3 separate regions of the Macaca mulatta genome follow, and all the other regions are linked to region 1. A link is a contact called in public Hi-C data. All regions are on one chromosome and are shown on one strand. Each heading gives the region's core, a stretch centred on a gene start, on an enhancer-like site or on the middle of the called end of the contact. The rest is flanking DNA. Distances are from core to core; before and after follow the strand shown. Region 1 holds the start of TSG101 (tumor susceptibility 101). Region 2 holds the start of HPS5 (HPS5 biogenesis of lysosomal organelles complex 2 subunit 2). Region 3 holds the start of LDHA (lactate dehydrogenase A).

Evidence for each region. Hi-C and Micro-C count contacts between places; a contact is called where the count stands out from the background.
Region 2: a Hi-C map of blood shows a contact between it and region 1, with 4 times the contacts expected there. The contact joins the promoter of HPS5 here to the promoter of TSG101 in region 1. A contact is called at or near these places in 5 of 14 Hi-C or Micro-C datasets (CD4 T cells, blood, cortical neurons and 2 more).
Region 3: a contact with region 1 is called in a Hi-C map of fetal cortex germinal zone, with 2.7 times the contacts expected there. The contact joins the promoter of LDHA here to the promoter of TSG101 in region 1. A contact is called at or near these places in 2 of 14 Hi-C or Micro-C datasets (fetal cortex germinal zone and fetal cortical plate).

What each region holds. Positions count from the first base shown.
Region 1 is chr14:46,873,813-46,876,725 of T2T-MMU8v2.0, reverse strand. It overlaps TSG101 (tumor susceptibility 101), which reads right to left and starts at 1,399. Exons shown (of 10, transcript NM_001195481.1): 1 at 1,267-1,399. The coding sequence starts at 1,308. LOC144334275 (a long non-coding RNA gene) reads left to right here and starts at 1,464. Exons shown (of 3, transcript XR_013403962.1): 1 at 1,464-1,639; 2 at 2,503-2,616.
Region 2 is chr14:47,104,771-47,107,683 of T2T-MMU8v2.0, reverse strand. It overlaps HPS5 (HPS5 biogenesis of lysosomal organelles complex 2 subunit 2), which reads right to left and starts at 1,412. Exons shown (of 22, transcript XM_077963141.1): 1 at 1,374-1,412. It overlaps GTF2H1 (general transcription factor IIH subunit 1), which reads left to right and starts at 1,773. Exons shown (of 16, transcript XM_015114688.3): 1 at 1,773-1,946.
Region 3 is chr14:47,021,527-47,024,439 of T2T-MMU8v2.0, reverse strand. It overlaps LDHA (lactate dehydrogenase A), which reads left to right and starts at 1,374. Exons shown (of 8, transcript NM_001257735.2): 1 at 1,374-1,706; 2 at 1,917-2,066. The coding sequence starts at 1,644.

The DNA.
Region 1 (2,913 bases), core at 150-2,649:
GAGCCAAGATCGCGGCACTGCACTCCAGCCTGGGTGACAGAGCAAGACACTAAAAAAAAAAAAGTAACGGAACAGATACTCTTCAGCTACATACTATGTAAAACAATATACCGTTTTTTCAGAAAGTGATGTATAAAAGTTACAACATGGATCTTTACCTGGGTCACAATCTTCTATGGCTTCCCACACGTCCTCTGTAACTAAGGATAACTAGTTTGTCAAAACAAAACCAATAAGCCTAAAATACATGATTACACAACTAAGGTATGCTTTATTTTGAAAACTGTCACTTTCTCTTTAGAGGTTACTTGGTCTTCAATCAAGGACTATGGGGGCGATTTAACTGGAAAAAGTCCGTTTTTAAAAATGTTTTATACATAATAGTGTGTTTTATTAAAAACTGAAACCGCTTAAACCGCTGATTGCTACCATTCTTGCTTTGACAAAACTATCCGAAGCTAACACGTTGAACTGGTCAAGACTCAACTCTCAATCATTTTACATAGTTTTGGAAAATTACAACAAAACATAACAAAAGCCATTCCACTCTGGTGTGAGGTGCCACGTTTGAAGTAATTATATAAATAAATCATGGCTTTAAAATACAAAATGCTTAACTGCTTTTTTAAAAATTGAAAAAAAAAAATAGCCTTGAGCCGTGAAGATCATAGATTAAGCTCAAAGCAAATAAATACGCATTATAAGCAGCATACACTTAAGAGTAGTTACTCTTAGCAAATCCCTGAAACGGTAATGGTATTTCAGTAAGGGACTGGTATTTTGGCTTCTCTGGACTTTTCCGGAGAATACAAAACTGAAAAGGCCACAATCTCTGCAGGTCGGCAAAAGAAAGGCTAAGACTGGAGGATCCCTGGATTGGGACAGCAATAGAGGATTGCCTCAGATCTAGAACTAAATGAGATTCCGTCTTTGTGTTTACAGAAACTAAGACGAAAAACCACACTGCCCCATAGACAGCTCCAAACTCTGTGGAAGAGAGAAGGGCGGGTGGGCGGCAGGTGTCCGGCAGTTTCCGCTCCACGTCTCTGTCGACTGTCGCCGCCCCCCACCCTCCCAGCTCCCGTACGGGGATTCCCGCACCAGGCGACAGGCGCCTCGGGGCGGGGGTCTGAGAAGGTGGCTAAGAGCTGTACTGGGGCTTCCGGCCCGTCTGGGAAGCTTGTTTGGCTGGGCCGGGACGGACTCGGCAGGGCGCGGAAGGGAGCGGTGGGCGCGCGCTGGAGGGCGAGCGCGTCGCAGCCTCACCTTGGACACCATTTTCTTGAGCTGGCTCTCCGACACCGCCATGACGGCCCACTCGCGACTCCCTTTCCCGCAGGCAGAAAGTCAGCCGCTGCTGGGCTGCCCCAGGCCGTCCCACACAATCGCACACCCCCGACCCGGCCTCAAACAACAGGAAGTCGGAACCAAAGCACCACTTCCGTTTCCACTACGTCACTTCCGGGCCGCCATCCTGCGGGCAAGGGTGAACGCCGTGTGGGATTGAAAGAGACTTGACGGGGTGGGTTCCAACCAACCCTACCCTCGAGTGCCGGATTCAGCAGGACGAATCAGGTCCCAAAGATGTGGGCAAGACTGTTCCGAGGGTCGAAACTCCGGTTCAGGATAAGATTGGCAGGTATTTCACAGAGTCGACTTTAGGAAGCTAGTGCCTGAAAGGGAAGAAGTACCAAGGGCTTGCCAATGCGCCTTAATGACTGATTCATCAAGTGGGAGGGCACTGCACTGGCAGTCAGAGTGTTGTGTCACTGACTTGCCCTTGTGATAATGGTAGGCTAGTGCATTTCTAGCTCAGGCATACGTTTCTCCCGACTGTAAAGTGATACACTTGCATTAGATGATGCCCAGTGTTCCTCTAATTAATTTTTTTTTTAAGCTTTAAAGACCTTCATACTACGTTGGCAAGGGTAAAATGTAGAGCCTTTGTTTCACGAGAAGCCAGATAGTAATTTCTTCTCCAGGAAACCATTCCTAAAGTCAGCTTTCTCCTGTACCCAGACATAAATGATAATACAGGCCGTATTTTACCTGGTGCTGTATTTTTGTACCTGTCACTGTCAAAATCCAAGCCCTTGAAGGCAGGCTTACTTCAGATCTTCATTGCCTTGCACAATGCAAGGGTAGGTACTTCCATCTTAATTGAATTTTTACTTCCCATAAAAATTCTTCATGGTGACTTACATTAGTCATCATTACACATCACCGTCAGTTTTGTAACCACAGTGTCATTCAAGGTATTGTACAATTTTGAGTTTGATGATGAGATGTGTGACAGTTTCAGTTATTTTAGTACAGCCCTAATGAGAACAAGGCTGTGGTATTGATTCCCTTCAAAGTTGGCATCTAAATGAAGGTCACATTCACAAGGAGGGCGTAACTGAAAGCATGTAGAAGCATCATTATAAACTGTTGTTAACACACACAAATAAAGACTATTCCAATAAGTATTGTTTTTCTTTTCTTTTCTTTTTTTTGAGACAGTCTCACTCCATCGCCCAGGCTGGAGTGCAGTAGCACCATCTCGGCTCACTGCAACCTCCGCCTGTTTTCCAGCTCCTTAGTTAAGCATACAGCTCCAGTCAAACCAAACTAGAGGTCAGTCTGTCCTTCCATTTTACTTGCTGTTTTATGTTTTTTAAAAGCAATGGGGTTTTCAAACTGTTCTTAAAGCCATGGCTTAACCAGGAGTCCCTTTAATTAGAGCAACTGTACCTTTATGAATTGGAGGAATGCCAGGTAATGTTATTTATATATTTTATAAATAAATATAAATTTATATTAAAATAAATTTTGTGTGTGTGTGTGTGTGTGTATATATATATATATATATATATTTTTTTTTTTTTTTTTTTTGAGACGGAGTTTTGCTCTTTCTGTCCAAGCTGGAGTGCA
Region 2 (2,913 bases), core at 163-2,662, 230 kb before region 1:
AAGCAGTTGGATGAGCCCAGAATAGAGTAGAAACACTAACTTCCTGGATCTAGACACTAAGTTTCTATATTACAACCTAAAATAGTATTAGTTGTGTTTAAGTGGCCGTGTTACACCGTTGATTCAACAGAGCAAGTGGTCAACTAAAACCCAAAGAAATTGTTTACATAAACAAAATCTTCTTAGCCAGTAGCTACATACAGTAGAACTGAGCTCAAATTGAAAGCTGCTATTAATCAAATGCAACAACGGATACAAAAAGTACCTAGAAATGTACAAACAGTATAAACAGGAACAGCAGAATGCTGATAATTGCCCAAGTTGCGTTAAGTGTACATGAGGGTTCATTTTATTATCCTACTTTTGTCTACGTTTGAAATTTTCCACAATAAAGTTTTAAAAGTATGTACTTAATACTGTACAAGCCTTCAATAGCTCTATTTCTTCATTTCCCATCTTAACCTCTCTCCTATTTCCAACTACATTGGACTCAACTCTTTTTTTTCTCTTTCATTCTATAAACTTGCTGTGCCTCCATGGTTTAAAACATGATGTTTTTGGAATCTTCCCCCATTTACCAAAACCCTATCTTTCTGCAAAGCTGAGTTTAAATGTTACTTCTGTGAAGTGACTCTACCAAAAACTAAGAACATACAAGTTGACGACAAATGCTTAACCAAAGTAAATGAAACAACTTTTGGAAGACTGGCTTGCCCAAGGACCACAGAGCTCATCAATGGTATATCTGAGATTAGAATACACGTCTCCTGAATCCAAATCTCATCATCTTCCCATTATCGTAAAATAGTTCAGTGTTTGTTGCTCACACATCAAATGCAAATATGTTCTCTTTTGCCCCAGTAGGTGCGTGGAAGAAAAGACGAGAAAGAAATACGAGAGCAAAAACTGAAGAAATGAGAAGGAGAAGTTGCCGACTGTCTCATTTTCACAAGGGGATCTTTCTAAGAAGAAATGATCAGAAAACAACTCTCTGCCTCAGACAAATGGCGACTGACTCATTCATACATTCATTCATTCAACATTCGAGTGCCTTCTATGTTCCAGGACCTGAACACACCGCTAGAGACACAAGGATGAACAAAATACAATCCCTGCCCACAAAAAGTTCCTTGCCTAGTGGAACTACTACCTTTTTAACAGCAGTAACTTTAATATCTTGAGATCTCTTGAGAGGAGACCCAGTAACCAATTTTCAAAGCCAGGCTCACAGACCAGCAGCCCGGAGGTCCCAACCCAGCTCCACCACATCCAGGCCAGTACCTCGCAGCTCTCAGTGGATCGGATCTTGGCTTCCGACTTAGCGCCGGGGAATTCACCGCCCACTAACAGCAGAACATGCACTTCAGTCTCACCTCCCGTTCCTCCCCTTCCTTGCTGACGTCATCCAGGAGAGCCGCGGACCCGAGACAACGCTACTAACGGCACTTCCTCATCACGTGACGGGTCACGCCCCCTGCTTGCGCGTAGTCCCTCCCCCTCAGGTCGCGGTCGCGATTACGCTCTCTACGGCCTGGAGCCGGAGGGCCGTTGCGGGCTGAAGACACGGCGCCGACTGGAACCACAGGAGCTCTAGGCCAAATGGTTGGGCCGGCCAGGATCCCAGGACCCTTCGCCGCTCGAAACCGGAGAGAGGAAACGAAACAGGCGGGAAACCGTGGGGGAGGGAGGGAACTAGCGGAAGGTGTCATGGCGGCCGCGCTCTTGAGTCACGTGCCTAGGGCCCGCCTTGCTACTTCCGGTCACGTGCCCTCGGACTCCTCGCAGCCAGCGATGGAGCCGAGACCCCCCAGTAACAGAGGCGGTGGCAACTCCTGCAGCCACTGGGTTTCAGCTTCTTCCCAGCAGCGGCTCTAAGAAGCGCAGCGGAACTCGACCAGATCCAACCCAGTTAGTTACTTCCTGTCTGGAGTTGTGGCTTCTACCTGGTAAGTTTGGACCGAAGAATGCGGGCGGGCGGGTGGGTGGGCGGGTGAGGATCTGACAGGCCTGGGGGCCGCAGGACGGCGTGGATTCTACCCCTTTTCCCAGCGTCGCTGTCGGCGTCCTCCCAACGCCCAAACCTACCGTCTTGTTTGCCCTTACCCCGAGGCGAGGAAGAGGCGACCCCTAATCTACTTGTCTAAAGGAAGCTTGCTCTTCCACTGAGAGCAGGTTTACCCAAAGCCAGGATCAGATTTGGCTTATGAGAATGAAGTGGAGGCCTCTCCCAGACAGAGAAGCCCTTCCCGTCAGGAAATGTGCTGTTGAGTCTGGTATTCTGTAAGAGAAAAGCTCTCACCTTGGTGTCTGCACACCTTTTGCTTCCACCTGTCAATCTTACCTCTCTTAAAAACCTTCTTAACACATGGGCCAGTCCACACATTCCTAGTTTTGGTCATTTGGTTGTGGTGAAATGATGAAAAATAGACCGTGAGTACCTGGATATACACATAATTGTTTTGTATATCCCCCAGTGTTCTCAAAGGCCAAATTGAATAAGGAGGTGACTTTTTTTTTTTAAAGAGACACGGTCTTGCTCCGTCGTCCTGGCTGGAATGCAGTGCCGTGATAATAGCTCACTGTAACCTCGAATTCCTGGGCTCAAGCGATTCTCCTGCCTAGACCTCCCAAAGCGCTAGAATTATAGGCATGAGCCACAGTGCCTGGCCCCAAATGGCTCCTAAACTCTCCTTTTAGCGTCAGTAAAATGGGGACGGGGAAAGGAGGTATAAAAAATACACCTTTTGTCCATTCGAAGACCAGGTCTTAAAAACAAACAAAAAAAAACAACAGTGGTTTGAATGAAATATGCTTTGCAGTGAGTATTGACTCCATACAAACCAATATCCAGACTTGTGATTTTCAAACGTTTTAAAGGAGTGGAACAATTTCTCCCCATGAATTTTTACCTGG
Region 3 (2,913 bases), core at 125-2,624, 150 kb before region 1:
CGCATGCAAAGATGAAGCAGGCAGCATGCCAGCCCTCCCGCACCTCACGACGTTCAGTTGAGTAGGATCCGCCGGTACCAACTCTTTAACAACTGGGGAGACCTAAAGCTAGGAGACAGTCAGGGATCTCTAAGTTCCCAGTGAGTAGGCGGCAGAGGTGAGGAGTAGAACTCGTTTTTGCCTGTCTCTCGCCGCTAGACGCACCCTTCCATCACCCCATGCCCTCCCACCTCCGCCCCTACATTGAAGGTAGCATTGGATCCCGGGGCCGTTAGTGAAGCTAGCAGGTGTCCGCAGGAACTCCCTTCCCCCTGCCAGGCTAGAAACCTTACAAGGCTGTCTAGAAATAGCAGTGATTTGTAAGGAGAGACCCGACTCCAGCTTGGTGGCTCTGGGCTGCCTGCCTAGAGGTCCTCTCGGGTTTTTGCCCTTTGGAGTGGTGTCAAAACTAGACGTGATAGGCCGGGCGCGGTGGCTCAAGCCTGTAATCCCAGCACTTTGGGAGGCCGAGACGGGCGGATCACGAGGTCAGGAGATCGAGACCATCCTGGCTAACACGGTGAAACCCCGTCTCTACTAAAAATACAAAAAACTAGCCGGGCGAGGTGGCGGGCGCCTGTAGTCCCAGCTACTCAGGAGGCTGAGGCAGGAGAATGGCGCAAAAACCCGGGAGGCGGAGCTTGCAGTGAGCTGAGATCCGGCCACTGCACTCCAGCCCGGGCGACAGAGCCAGACTCCGTCTCAAAATAAAAAAAAAAAAAAAAAAAAAAAAAAAAAACTAGACGTGATACTTTGGGGATGCAGCCTGTGATATTCCTTCCAGCGAATGCAGTGCAGGGTTGGATTAACACGGTAGAAAGAATTCGAGGGTTCCATCAAGTAGCTATTAACTCTAGGGCTGCAGGCCTCAGGTCCTCTGCAGCTATTTCTACACTCCCTGTACTCAAACAATTTCTTCATATTGGGCCTGACAGGCCTTTGCAACAAGGATCACGGTAGAAGCCACACCGTGCGCCTCCCTCTGGGTTGGTTAACAGGCCCTGGTTTCTAGTATTGAGATTTAAAGTCTGGCGCTGACTGCGCGCCAGGCCTGGGAGGCTGCCAGCTAGGCTTCACGTTGCTCGCGTCTGCTTCGGGGCATTCATTAGGTCTGAAGTCTGAATCCCAGCTCCTCCTGTCTCACCCACTGAGCTGGATAGCTCCAGATTGCCTCTGCTTGCGGGCGGGGCTTCTCAGGCCTCTGCCGTCTGGCCAGTTGCCCGCTTCCCAATGGCCGGAGGCCGCTAGGATAATCGGCTTCGCCCCTGCGCTCTGTAATGCGCATGCGCACGCACACAAGTTTCCAGGGCCCGCCCATCTTCCGGATTTGGGCGGGGCGTAAAAGCAGGGCGGTCTGAAGCCGCAGCTATTAGTCTGATTTCCGCCCACCTTTCCGAGCGAGGAGAACCACAAAGCGCGCATGCGCGCGGATCACCGCACGCTTCAGTGCCTTGGGCTCGAGCTTTGTGGCAGTTAGTGGCTTTTCTGCACATACCTCTGGTTTTTACTTGAAGCCTGGCTGTGTCCTTGCTGTAGGAGCAGGAGTGGCTCAAAGTGATCTTGTCTGAGGAAAGGCCAGCCCCACTTGGGGTTAATAAACCGCGATGGGTGAGCCCTCAGGAGGCTATACTTACACCCAAACGTCGATATTCCTTTTCCACGCTAAGGTATGGGCCTTCACTCTTCACCGACCCTGTCATTAGGCCTTTCAACTCTCTTTTGGCAATCATTAGGTTTTTTTCCCCTCCCTTTTTAGTCATCTCTTGTGATTTTATAGTGGCAAATACCCCCGAAGGAAGTAAAATAGCTTTAAAAAAACTCTGGGTTAACAAACACTAAAGAGGATGTAGTGACACTAAGTGTTTTTCCCCCTATAGATTCCTTTTGGTTCCAAGTCCAATATGGCAACTCTCAAGGATCAGCTGATTCATAATCTTCTAAAGGAAGAACAGACTCCCCAGAATAAGATTACAGTTGTTGGGGTTGGTGCTGTTGGCATGGCCTGTGCCATCAGTATCTTAATGAAGGTAAGTGAGAATCTACCACACTGGAAGCCCATACCTTGACCCCGTCCTCTGCCCCCACTCCCACCCCTAGAATTGTATTATTACGTTTCATATAACAATATTTAGATTTATGCACTCATTCAGATAACTTTCTGTGAAACAAAGTTTGGAAATATGATGATACACCAAAAGTGTATCTGAAATTAAAAACAATCAAAGGTCATCAGGCTGGAGACCCAGTTCCTAAAATTCATTATTCTGTATTAACATGCATGGATTGACTACCAATGAAAAGGAAGGGTCCATGACTTTAAATGAGCCAAAATTCTTTTAAAGTGATTTTTGAATTTGAAATGACACATATGGTAAAATTATATGGGAAATCTTAAGTTCTACCCAAACCTCATTACCCCTGTGCCTTAGGTAGCAATTTTGTTATCAATTATGGAACTAAAATTTAATTAGAAAAAAGAGAAATTGTGAGTAAAGCACTCCTTATTACACTATTGAAACCTGATTTATATTTAAAAGAAATTGAGGCAGCTTACAACGTGAAAATGTCTGAGGCCGGGCGCGGTGGCTTACACCTGTAATCCCAGCACTTTAGGAGGAGGCCGAGGTGGGCAGATCACGAGGTCAGGAGAAGGAGACCATCCTGACTAACATGATGAAAGCCCATCTCTACTAAAAATACAAAAATTAGCCGGGTGTGCTGGCACACGCCTATAGTCCCAGCTACTTGGGAGGCTGAGGCAGGAGAATTGCTTGAACATGGGAGGTGGAGGTTGCAGTGAGCCAAGATAGCACTACTGTACTCCAGTCTGGGTGACAGTGAGACTCCATTTCAAAAATAAAAATAAAAATCTGA